Linked DNA regions of Capsicum annuum: region 2 is linked to region 1. The links are chromatin contacts, called in public Hi-C maps. All regions are on one chromosome and are shown on one strand. The core of a region is the stretch at or near the end of the contact, and the rest is flanking DNA. Distances in the headings are between cores, read along the strand shown.

Evidence for each region. A called contact is a pair of places that touch in the nucleus more often than the background predicts.
Region 2: a contact with region 1 is called in a Hi-C map of leaf, with 2.1 times the contacts expected there. The contact joins the promoter of LOC107839093 here to the enhancer-like site in region 1. A contact is called at or near these places in 3 of 5 Hi-C or Micro-C datasets (bud, leaf and placenta).

The regions. Positions count from the first base shown.
Region 1 is chr8:130,097,293-130,103,580 of UCD10Xv1.1, forward strand. No RefSeq gene overlaps it. Among protein-coding and RNA genes, the nearest start is that of LOC107839093, 160 kb to the right of the region's middle. Within about 2 kb of position 1,714, at least 3 of the 5 cell types and tissues checked have an H3K27ac peak or open chromatin away from gene starts, as enhancers often do. A contact at or near this core is called in leaf, where this site is marked.
Region 2 is chr8:130,252,923-130,259,855 of UCD10Xv1.1, forward strand. LOC107839093 (indole-3-pyruvate monooxygenase YUCCA6) reads right to left here and starts at 2,859. Exons shown (of 4, transcript XM_016682447.2): 1 at 1,574-2,859; 2 at 349-597. The coding sequence starts at 2,275. It also overlaps the pseudogene LOC107879195.

The DNA of each region.
Region 1 (6,288 bases), core at 464-2,963:
AGAAAAAAGTAACTTGACTTGATTCTATCTCCAGCTTCCCGGGGAGGGGGGGGGGGGGGGGGATAGTGAGAGAGATTGAACTATGTGTAAAGTTAGAAAGTGTTATATTTTGTGACCATCAAGAATGATCTTTTTATGCACTTTGGAATCTATGGAGAAGCATGTGCATCCAAAATGATTCACGAACCGCAATACCATCATGTTTATCAAAGTGGCGGTCCTTGAGAGAGAGATGTTAAAGTTATATATAAACTAATAAGGTAATTAATGTATTTTATCAACAAAGTCAAAGTCCATTAAAATTTAAAGTTTATGAGTATTGAACTTATCATTAAATTCATAGTTTAGTTTCCAATTTCGCAATTAATTATTTATACATATTCATTTGTTCAAATGCACACCTAATATTGTAGCTTCGCCCAGGATCAAATTTATAGCTAGGTTTAGCAATAGGGCGCGTGAACCTATGATCTCTTTATAAAATTAAATATTTTACGTAAATATTTTTAAAATTGATCTAATTTTAGTTATTGATACCTATGCTCCCAAAAAAGCTAAATGACCCACTTGATGAAAAGATTAGTTCGAAGATTACGAAATTATAAATTCACCTCTGGCTCTATCCTTCTCTTTGGGTGGCAGTAAATTAATTGAAAGTTTATTAGTATATTACTTGTAAGTAATTAATTATATTAATATTTGTCTACGACTTGAAACTCTTTTTTTTTTTTTTTGTCGTATATTGTTTTTTCACTTTGGAGAGGACATTCTTGAGTGCTCTGGTACTTGCTCTTTCCTTGTCTATCTCTATCATATCTATATTTTTATTTCCCATGCCACAATGGTACTGAAGAATGGTCATTCTCATTCATGCAATTGCATGCATTGTACTTCTGCCCTTTATATGCATGCATAAAAACCTCACCCTCCACTCCCCGCTCTCGAATTTAGTGGAAAAATATCGTGTATAAAGGAAACAACTTTGGTTCCTAATTCCCTATCTTAATTATTTGCCAGAATATACCTAAACGCCTCAAAATTTGGCCCGACTTATTTAGTTGCACATTTAAATTATTAGTAGTCTTACTTACTTACCTCCTCAACTTGGCACGAGTTATTAATTGAACAGCTAAGCTATTTGTGTAGTTACGCTCTTTGTCGCATCAAGGACTAAGGGGTAAAAACTATCAAATATGTAAAACCTTTGATAACTACACTTTCGTGGAGGTACCATCTCAATAAAAGTCATGAAAAAACTTGCCCTTATCTTATCGGCCTATGAATTAAGCTTTTGCATCAGAATATATATGTAAAAGACAGAGAATACTAAAACTAATTAAACAAGGAGGAAATAGCCCCATTAGATTTAGGTATGATGATGTATATCATGGTGGAGGTGCAGTGGCCAGGGGAAGTAAACGGATTTTCAGTTCATATGATGACAATTGATAACGCCTAAGATGTTAAAGCGAAAGGTACCTTTTCAAATGGAGATTAATTTATTATTAGAAAATTCAAATTTAGGAATTATGATTGGGGGAATTATTAAAAAAAATATACATAGCGCAACACAAACTTTGCATCCATAGAACCCTATTTTAAATTTTGGTCCAGTCCGATCCAGTTTCGATTCGTTGAGGGTATTATAGTCCAAGGTCGTTCCTACATAATATAAAGGGAAAAGGATCATATTTGCATTTGTACTGTAAGTAGTAAGTCATATTTATTTTTTCGTTGTACTTTTGGCCATATTTGTCCCTACATTCAACTTTGAACTCAATGTTACCCTTGAGTTGTCAAGTGTCATGTCAACATCTTTATTAGATTATGTGGCATCTCCGTGGTGCCTACATGATATATATATATATATATATATATATGTGTATGTATTTCACTTAAAATTTTCTCCTAATTTAATTCACCCAACAACAATATCCACCCATTATCTAATGCGTTCATTAGATTTACATGGCCTAATAGCAACATGAGATCACATTTCCCTATTTCATGTATAAATATATGAGGTGGATCTTCTCTGTCAAAAACAATCGAAGATTTTAAAGGGGTTATACAGGGGAACTAGGAAAGATGATAAAGAACATACCCAATTTTCGGAAAATAAGAAGTTGATGATTAAACAAGTTTCCCTTACATTAAAAAAAAGTTTGTCTTACATTTTTTTTTATTAAATTTTTTGCAGTCCATTACTGAACCTTTTTATTCCATATCAATATAGCCAGAAAAAACCAATCTGTACATTGTTGGACCAAAGCCATCAGACGACCTGATAAATTTTGGAGAAAATGAAAAGTTTCCATATTTGGACATATCAAAACATATTTTCAGACATGAGTATTCAATACTCTTTTTCCTCCGTCGCATCTTGTTCACCTGAAAATTGTTCCCCCAAGCTGATATCGGTGGTTTCTCCATTTCCTTCTTTGGATTGTGCGAAAGCTCCATCCTTGCATGTGGTTGTCTCTATCAGCTCTATCTGTCTCCTTTAACTAAGATACTATTTTGGCTGTCCTTGTGCTTAGTTCCTTTCCTATCTTTGCTAATCCCAACCGAATCTTAGGTGGTCGGGGTGTGACCCCAAAGGACAGGTTGCCGATCCACCGATGTACCACAAGATACTGATCTATCTTTCACGCCATCTTGTATTAACATTTCAATCTCTCTTACTTTGATCCCTTCTTTTTGAAGATGACTTAGGCAGCCCATGTAGCTAGAAGACAAGTGCAGATCTGGTATACGGTGCCAAGCTCCAAGTACCCCTTTTTTTGGTAAAGTTTTTGATAGCTATAGCCTCTATTTGAAGTTAGTACTCTTCCTCTGTAGCATTGATTTAGAACTTCCTGATTGTGCTTCTAGATTTTATGCACTCCCATGGATTTTTATATGTAAGGATCATCTGTTCATGTTTTAATGTTATGAATATGCTCTTTAGTATCTTTGTTTTGTTCCTGCTCCTCTTATTCCTCATTGATACTTGTTTATTTTACGAGTTTTTATTCTGAGATTTGGGATATGATATTTATCCATGTTTATGAACCTTCTGATCTTTGTTGGTAGCTCAGTAAAATGCTTGTATTCTCTAAAAATCTGCATCTCCAACACCTCATTTGCTAGTGCATCCGCCACCATATTGCCTTCTCTAAAAGTATGCATAACTTCACCTTGTAGCTCATGCAAATTCCACCAAATGTCTTCAATTACTTCAGCTAAATCCCATGGGATCTTCCACTGCCTATTTATCATTCTCACCACAGTCAATGAATCAAACTCAATCATAATACTCTTATAATTCTGTGATTTTGAGAAAACAATGGCTTCTCCGATTACCATTGCTTCAGCCATAATGTTGGTTGTTTCTCCTAACCTTTTAGCCATAGCAAAAATCAAATCTCCTTTTGCATTTCTAATATAGAAGGCTAGAGACCCTGGTCCAGGATTACCTCTGCAGGCCCCATCTGGATTATATTTCAACTTTTCTCTTTCAGAAAAACTCCAAGTCACAACATAACATTGTCTTACATTTCGTTCGCTTTTTAGTATGAATAACTGAATGTGTCTGCTAGAAGTACCATCATTGCTATATGATAGAGAAATATGTCATTTTTATTATATCTTGACATCTAAAGAAAGAAACACCATTATTGTCTGAGATTCATGATGTGGTTGAAAGTTAAAACAAACAAACAATAATACAACAAATCTAATAAAAATTAGATAGTTAGGATTGATGTTGGGTGGGATACTATATATATATATATATATATATACACGTGCTCGCACACACACCATGTAGATGCCACATAAGCTAATAAAAATCTTGACATGACACTTAACAAAGAGATTGAGAAGATAATTAGAGCATGTTTTAAGGTAAGATTCAATAAACTCGTCATGATTTAACTGATCTTAGCAATGATGACATGTATACCTCAATTAGGTAGGTAAAACCAATTTCAAATATAATTAAATTTCGATACAAAGAGACATAAATGAAGCATTTGGAACAATATTAAGTTAAAATATAAAAAGACATAAAGTCATAACTACAGATAATACATAAATCCCTAAGAACTAGTGATATAAGTCAAGAGAATCTAAACGGAATAAATACAAAAGTCTGAACATCAAAATATCTTATTCGAATAAATAAAACAACAGTAAAGATGAAAAGGAGTCCACGATGTTGTGAACTACCAGACAACTTATCTTGAATATCTTCGAGGTGAAATTTACCCCACTCACATACACCTCTATAAAATGATTGACATCTGTACAAAAGTGCAGCAAGTATAATTATCGTATATAAATAATGTGTAGCTACTAAATATTATTGATTGATCCCGAATACAACACCTTAGAAATTAGGATTAGATATCAAACCACCAAATTTTGAGTGATTCGATCCAAGCTATGTTAAAACACATGTATATATATATATGTTAAAATTGATATATCTGAGCGTTTCAAATATACAAAGAGATTTGAGTCTATTATAACTGAAAATACCAAATTTAGGTCAAATTGTGTTGAGATACAATGGATATACAATTGTTAAAGTGACACGTGGACCGCATGTTCAATTGTATGTAAGGGGTAGAAAGTTAAAAATTTCGTATATCGAGATGCAGAACTACATGCATACATTATATAATCTGTATAAGAGTCATATAAGGTCCTATGACTTCATAAATTTTTTGATTTTTGAGTTCAATAGACAAAGCCCACATACAACTGTATATAGTGTCCATATGTTGAGACATATGTGAAATCTTTACACGTTGAAAATCTTAGGTCTCAATTGTTAACATACAAAGTCATATAAAGATCATGTGTGAGACATGCAGATTTAGGTTTAATTTTGAGGTCTTTAGTGATTGGATTGTGGATCAACATATGATCTACATTTGAATTTACCTATTATATGTCAAATTGTACATGGTCTTCAGCGATTTCAAATTGCACTTAATTTGGGAGGCCACCTACAAGACTAACACACGTTCGTACGTTGTGGCAAAAAATTATATGTAGCGACTGTATATGAAATTTGACAGAAACTTATAAATACATGTTTAGTTGAAAAATTTCACTTTACTTTTGAGAGAGAAAACAACATAGTACTTCCTCTATCCTTCTAATATAAGTTCTTACTCGATCCTCATAATTATTACAGTGATTTAACATGGATTAAAACTCAAATTATTCTTCTAATTCATAAATTCAAGAAATTCGGTTCAAGAGCATTAAAGAAATTTTTTTTCAGGAGATTCTTCGAGAGGTAAGTCCTCAACTTATTTACGAAAATTAGAAAAATAATTGAAGTTCGTATAGCCTATTGAAATGCATCTTAAATATTGAGTAATTTCCATCTTTGTTATGAACATAAATTTTCTTCTGGAACCCTAATTTTTCATAAAGGGTCAAAATTCATGAAAATCAATCAATGTTATAATCATTATTATTGAATTGATTATAGATTTATTATATATCATCGTGGTTCACATTTAGATCATTTAGTGAAATTTGAGGTATATCATCTTTTAACATACTTTTTACTACAAGATCCAAATAGAGCTTTGTATACGTATGAGACAAATTCACATAGAACCTTCATATTTTAATTCATACTATATATATATATATATATATTATAATATGGATGAGATTGGTTTAATTTTTTTTTGAAGTGATAAATAATTAAGTATTGATGTTTGAAAATATGTTTTTGTTCTATGAATGAGGCACTAACTTGAAACATGATTTAATGACATTAAATATGATTTTTAATTTAGTAATAATTTTTAGATTACTCCCACGATTAGATGATGAATTTGAGAAATTTTTACTATTACATCATGATTTATGATTCAATGTTTGATGCTTATATGAATAATCTTGTTATTCGGGAGGATGGATAGCCATTGTAGGTTTTAATACATTTTATTTGAGCAACTGTGTCAGTCTAAAAGTTGATCTATTTTTAAGAATTAACACCCTAGTATATCACTTTCAAGCAGTAGGATCCCAACATGGGTCTCTCAGGTTTGGATTACTTCTATCAATTAACATGGAACTTCTTTTGTATTACCCCTATGGGTTAACATATACTTTACTGCTCTGATTTTTTGAATGGCCTTACATTTTTTAATATAACATACTGAATTTGTTACCTAATTATTGATGATTTCATTAATTTTTTATGATTTCATTCTATTATTAAAATAGATTTACTTTTTTTTACTTTGTCATTGACTATCAAAATTAAACTATGTT
Region 2 (6,933 bases), core at 1,609-4,108, 160 kb after region 1:
TACACCATAATATAACATCCAAAATTAGTCCTTTGTGCCAAGAAAAAAAAATTGGAGCATTCAACCTAATAAATTCATTGACATAGGTTTAAGTGGTTTTCAACTTTGAAATGATACTAGTAGAATCAGTGAAATGTTGGGACAAATTAAGCTGAAGAGATTTTGTCACACTGTTTATGGAATATTTTCAATGATTGAGAATGAGGAAAGGTCATGGGATGGATCCCAACAAACATTAAAAACAGCTAGGTAACACCGAAGTGAAAGAAAGATATCAAGAAAAGGTGATTTGATACATAGTCCATGATATATAGTCGTATATTTTTATCTTTAGCAAATAGTAAGTACCTTAATGTCACCACTTTTAATCTTAGAAAGCGTTCCAACGTCGAGCACCGGGGTTTTTCCGGACAAGTTTTTTAGCTCTAACGGCCCGATTTCAGGCCGATCCAAGCCGAGTCGAGCCGTGTCACCGAGCAATAACTGAGAAATAATCAACAGTAACCGATCGACAAGTCGCATGGGCAACCACTTTAGTAACCACATCGATAGACCAAAAGTTGATTTACCCAGCATCTCTCGTGGTAGGACGTGCACCTGAACATAAAAAATTAAAAAAATTCAAAGTCAAAGCCAATTTGTTGTAATAAAGTAGTTGTTTTTTCAAAAAAGGGGTAAAACTTGCTAGTGCCATTGCCATTCTGGATGAATGGCCAATATCTGGACTTTCACTTTTAAGTTGCTAAGAAAAGCTTATTGTGCCAGTCATGAATTTACTGGAATCAATTATTATTATTATTATTAATTATTAATGAAAACAAAAATCCTCCATGCTTCCACCAATATTGCGCATGCTTGGCAGTTCCAAGAAAGTGAAAATACACAACCATAGTCTTTTAATTAGCCTGATTATTTTTAGTTAAATTACAAACTTTACAAATCAATTTTGTTGGAACTTGAACTCACTTCCAACTTTTTAACTTTCATCACTGGCAACACATGAGAATTGTCTTCTTTTTTAAAAATAAAAAATAAAAAAAAATAAGGGGAACTTTGGAAGGGAAATTAAATTCCAAGAAAATACTAGTCCTACTAAACTAGGGTTTCTAATTGTTTCCACATAAATAGGAAGTTTTTCAGGAAACAGAATGATAAAAAACTTCTTAAAACATGTAGAATAGTATCCTAGACCTTTTTCCTTATGTCTGTCTAAATTAGAGAGAATTTCAAAAGTAAAAGTATCTGAAGAAATAAAAAAGAAATCCCACCAGTTTACCTTTTTCCTGAAATGAAATTGACACAAAGTTGAGAAATGGAAAACCATGTTTCCCCTTATTTTGCATCAAACATTTCTCAAAGCTTTGATGAGACAAAAAAACATATGCGAAAGTTTGTAATTGATTTGCTTTAAAATGTCCCAAAAAACCCCCAAAAAAAGAAAAAAAAAAAAGAAGAGAAAAGGGTAGGCTTTGTTGTTTCTCTTTTTTCTTTTTTTCTTTTTGTTAAGTATTTCCCATTTAGAGAGTGCTAAAGAAAAAGATTAATGGTAAGAGGGATATGAGTGTGTTCTTACAGTATCTCTGACCACGAGTGAAGGACTTGCATCATGATTACAGAGATCCAAACACACTTCCATTCCTGAATTCCCACATCCAACTACCAACACTTTTTTCCCTCTAAATATTTCCCCACTTTTGTAGAAGCTAGTATGCATTATACTTCCTCCAAATTCCTCCATTCCTTCGATTTTCGGTACCACTGCCTCCGCATTCTCACCCGTTGCCACGATCAGCCACCGACTAACATATTCTGTAGTCATAGTCGTTGTAGTTGTCTTTGTCTCCGTCTTCACCCTCCACAACCCAATTTTGTGATCGTAATTAGCCGATACGACCGTTTGATTAAAAACAGGTCGAATATCAAACGTCATAGCATATAGCTCCAAATACTTGATAAACTGTTGCTTGGTGGGATACGTAGGGAAATCATCAGGGAATGACATGAGAGGGAGTTCACAGAATTGCTTAGGCAAATGAAGACTCAGACGATCATACGTCTTGAGTTGCCACAAAGAAGCTATGCAATTAGATCTCTCCAATACCAAACTTGATACTCCTTTCTCTTTCAAACATGCTGCGGCCGCAAGACCTGATGGCCCTGCTCCCACAATCACCGGCCCGTTAACCACTACACATCTCGGCATCATCATCTTGTTGGTGTTGTTGAAATAAGGATCATGGGTTGTCTTGCCTTGTATTTCCCTCAAGTAGTCCATCAAACACTAGGGTCACAATAGTTAAACTAAAAGGAAAGGGAGGGGTGATGGTTTTTGAATGAATAACGATATCTTAAAACTGTTTCTTGGTCTTTCCCTTTTATCTACTTCAAGAATTGTGGGAGATAGGGTACACAGCTAAAATAGAGGAAACTCATTGGTCAATATTGTAGTGAAAGAGAGCTAAAAAACTTAGAAAGACTAAGTCACAAATATTATCCAGAAGAAATAGGAGACTGATAAGTCCCTAAAGAAGTGGAGCAAATTAAGAGATCCTTCTTATCCACTTTTCTCAGATTGAATCTAACGTTAATGAAACTTACAACCGGACGGATGCTGCGGGGGATAAAATCAGCATTCAATCAAATAGACACACCACACAACACAGAACAAGGGGGGGGGGGGGGGGGGGGGGGGTAGTATGTGGATATAGTAGATATAGATGTGTTATATATGTCTACACATTCCTTTTGTTCATAGGAAGTAGAGGAAGGGAGAAGATGATCAATAAATGAATGAATTGAATTGAATTGAATTCAAGAGAATTCACTCTATATATACCGGGCACAACGAAAGTTTCAGTATTAATGGAAGTGGGACACATATATATAGTGTATGTGTGTACATCGTTATATACTTGGTGTGTGTTGAGCTTAATAAAAACATTAGTGATTTATTTGTATTTTATATTTATATAGTGTCATTATTAATTTGGATATATGTTCATAAGTCGTCCTAGGGTTGTTTTTAATACTGAAGATTCGAATTCGAGATTTTTTTTTTTATATCTAGAGCTTAAATTTTAGTCCTTTTATTTATCTCACTTAGGAGCGTCAATGGTACTGTATTGTCGGTTAGAGTTTATGTCGTACCAATTTTTTCGTTATTTTAGTTTGTATAACCAAAATTACACTTTTTGAAACTTTTCCATCATACGGATTTCTCATACACGTATACTTTTATAGGACTTTGACAAAGATTCTCCAATTTTTTTACTACTTAAAAGTGAATAAAGGGAATATGAAAGACGACAATGATAAAGATCCATCTCATAATTTTACAGTAGTGTAAGGCAAAAAATAAGGACAAAAGGTTTAAATCAGTCTAGTGGAAAGGCGCTAATCAAGATAAGACTAAAAAAAAAATTAAGTATTCAATAAGAGAAATTTAAGTCTTATCACAGGAGATATACTCAATACCTTGTAACTTGATACTTAAAATAGCTAAAATATGTACCTTATAACATACCACACAAAAGGCTAAATCAAATTTAGTTTTAATACAAGTAGCATAAAAGGTTTCACAATGGGAAATTTGGTTGTTATTACCTGTTGGTTAATTTGCTATCATTTTCAACCCAAATATTAAAATGTTTCTTTATTTCGAAACTGAATATATAAAATATAATTTCCACATTTAAATTTATTTGGTGCAATTTGATCTCTTTTTGGTTTATTTTTAAAAAAATAAAAACTTAATTAATTGATACGGTTATAAATTCATATAGAAATTTACAATTTTCTTAAAATAAACCTAATATTCAGCTGGGTATACGATATGGTTCGATCTTATGAGGGTAAAATCCAGTGACACTCCTCCTCTCAGTACAACTCTTGAGGGTGATTTATTTGAATCTGGCTAGGCAAGAGAAGAAAAAAATTGGAATAATTAAAAGCTTAATGGTTATGGCCAATATTGTACACGTCACTATATGTGTCATACTAGAGAGATATGGGGGCTTATTGGATGAGATATTAATACTTAAAAATCCTTGAGGGAGTTGATCTCTAACAATCTTGATTTTGGAATGAGTTAAAAAGTCATGAGTTTTGTTTAATAGAAAATATATCTTTATTAGGAGTTCATTTAATAGAATATGTAGTTGGGTAAGATTTTCAATTGTTAGAAGAGGTAGTTATGGTTGGCATTGGGTTGGACTGTGCCTCATTGGGCCGGGTGGAACAAGAGAACTACACTCCACTTACAGGTTAAATTCAATATTAGTAAAATATTCCCAAGACCTAAAGGCACTACATGTATATTGTCTAATAGAAATATTGGTTTAAATGGAAGACTGCTCAAACCAATATTACTTTGTGGCTCTTATATTTATTTCTCCAACTTTCTTTATTTTCTTTGTATTCTATGTGTTTCTTTGGGTTGAAATAGAGAATTTAACGTTAAAATAACGACTTGAGTAGTATTTGAAGTAAAATGTCAATTTTCACGCAAAAATGTTCATCTTTCACAAACTAACGAAAGTTCATTATCAAACACAGTTCGATCAACTTTCAAATACTCCCTCCACTCATCTATTTTAATTTTTATGTGACACTCTTTTCTTTTTAGTCCATCCCGAAAAGTATGTCATCTTACTACAATTAAAAATAATTTTAACTTTAAAATTCTCCCTTTACCCTTAATGAAATTATTTACGATCATACAAATATTTAAAAATTATTTTAGACCATAACTTTCAAATTTCTTCTTTTTTTTCCTTAAATAGACAGTCAAAGCAAACGGTACCACACCAAATGGGCCTGAGGGAGTACTGTCATATAATTTTACCTTCAAATACTTTTCTTTTTGACTTCAATCAAATATCATTATCCAAATACCTATCTCATTACGGATGATTCATTATAAGGTCTCTAGAACTGAAATTCACAACTTGCTACAAATTTTGAGTTTCACATGATAAAGTGACATGAAATTACATTTGATGAGACATTGGAGATTATGGGTATCAACTATGTACAAGTCGGACGGTGATTATGGTGGGTCACATTTGTCCTATGAGGGACAAGCCATTAGTCCGAGGAGCGCAGTGGTAGCACTACTCATCAACTTTGGAGGTGAAGTTTTGATTTTATAAAAAGTAATATTAGTTATATTGAAATATGAGTAATAAAAATATGAAACCAATTAAGGGGGGGTGACGAGATTAATGACAAATGTGACGACCAAGGTACGTACTGTTAGTGTTTCCTTTTTTCCTTTAAGGAGTTGACACTGACATTTCCAAGTTCCAGCCACACAATAATCTTGTTAATCAGAAGACAGAGGAGAAGAAAAGAATGATTGCACATTTAATTGATGAGCTTATGTTAGGTGCAAGGGCTTTGACATTGCAAGTCAATGGAATTAGTGGATACCTATAAATGAAAAAAGTTGATATTGGACAGGGCAAGGTTAGAGATACAAGCAATAAGAATTACAAATTATGATATTCTGAAATAGATAAAAATACGAACGGGATGAAAATTATTCTAGAACCAAGACTTATGAATATGATTGCAGAGCTAAAGTGAGTTAGGGATAGGTTTATTATGTCTTGTTTGTGGAAAAGACACAATCAGTATCACTAGTGCTTATACATCATAAATAGGATTAGATGCAAAAGCTAAGACTAAATTTGGGAATTGAAGCCATTGGTTCAAGGGATTACACATTCAAGGGATTACACAAAACCACCTCCTCTATATTGGAAGATCCAAATGGTCATATAGGTAAAGATAACGATGGTTTTGATCAAGTATACGCAGGATATGTGGTATTAGTAATGACGAAAGGAAAACTATACCTAGATGCCACTTTAGCTTAAGATTTAGTTGTAGCTAATATATATTTTAAAAAGCGATCTTTTCACTTAATAATTTATAAAGAGTGGCGAACTTAGTCAAATAGACTTTATTCTTGCAAAAATTACTACTATATAGAAATGAGACTTCTAGGATGACCAAGGATAGAAGCCGGAATTATATATGTTTTTTTAGGGCAAAAATATCATTACAGTTGGCAGATATTTACAATCCTCACCCCCAGCATATCAGATGAGCATTGCTTGACAATCATTACCTCTCTTCTCATGGTTTTCCTTCCATTACCATAGAACACTCCAAATTTCTACGCTCCTCTACCTCCTCCAAGGAATTCATCTTCAGGTAAATCTTTGATGTTCCACTTCAATTTTTCCTCTTTTTCTTCATGCATTGATTTGAGTACAGATTTCTTTTTAAATCTTAAATTTTTCGATAAATTCTACAAGTGGCTCTTAAAATCTTGAATTTTCTTTAAATTTTGTGTTGTGTAGCTATGCATATACGAAAATTATTAGTAAATCAAGAAATTTTTGTACTATAGTTCCTTCTGCTTGCTGGAGAGGTGATCTTGTAGTCGTTCTATATATCGGAGTGTTGATTGCATGAAGTGATGATTGCCTCGATCTTTCCTATTGGTGTGATGGTTTGCATGGTATGTTGATTGTCTCAATCTTTGATTGATCCCCTTCCTTCTTTGTAGATTTGAGAAATTGGCAATGGAGCTTCAAAAAGCTTCTCCTCTTGAGATCATGTACAAAGCACTAGAGAAATTTGGGATTACATTGCTATTGCTTTCAGATACAATTTTTTTCTCCTCATAATTAGTATTTAGGTTCTATTGTGTGGGTGATGTTTTCTATGACGTGCACAATAAATATTAGAAAACTTCCTCATCTTATTATGGACTTGACCATACATTGCTCCTAGATCCAATGCCAAGGGCACTTGTTTTGCTTTGTGGCATTTGTTAGTTTTTGGTTTGTCATGCATCCAAGATCAATTTTACCACTTACAAACAACATTAACATACCCGATATAATATCATAAGGTGGGAAT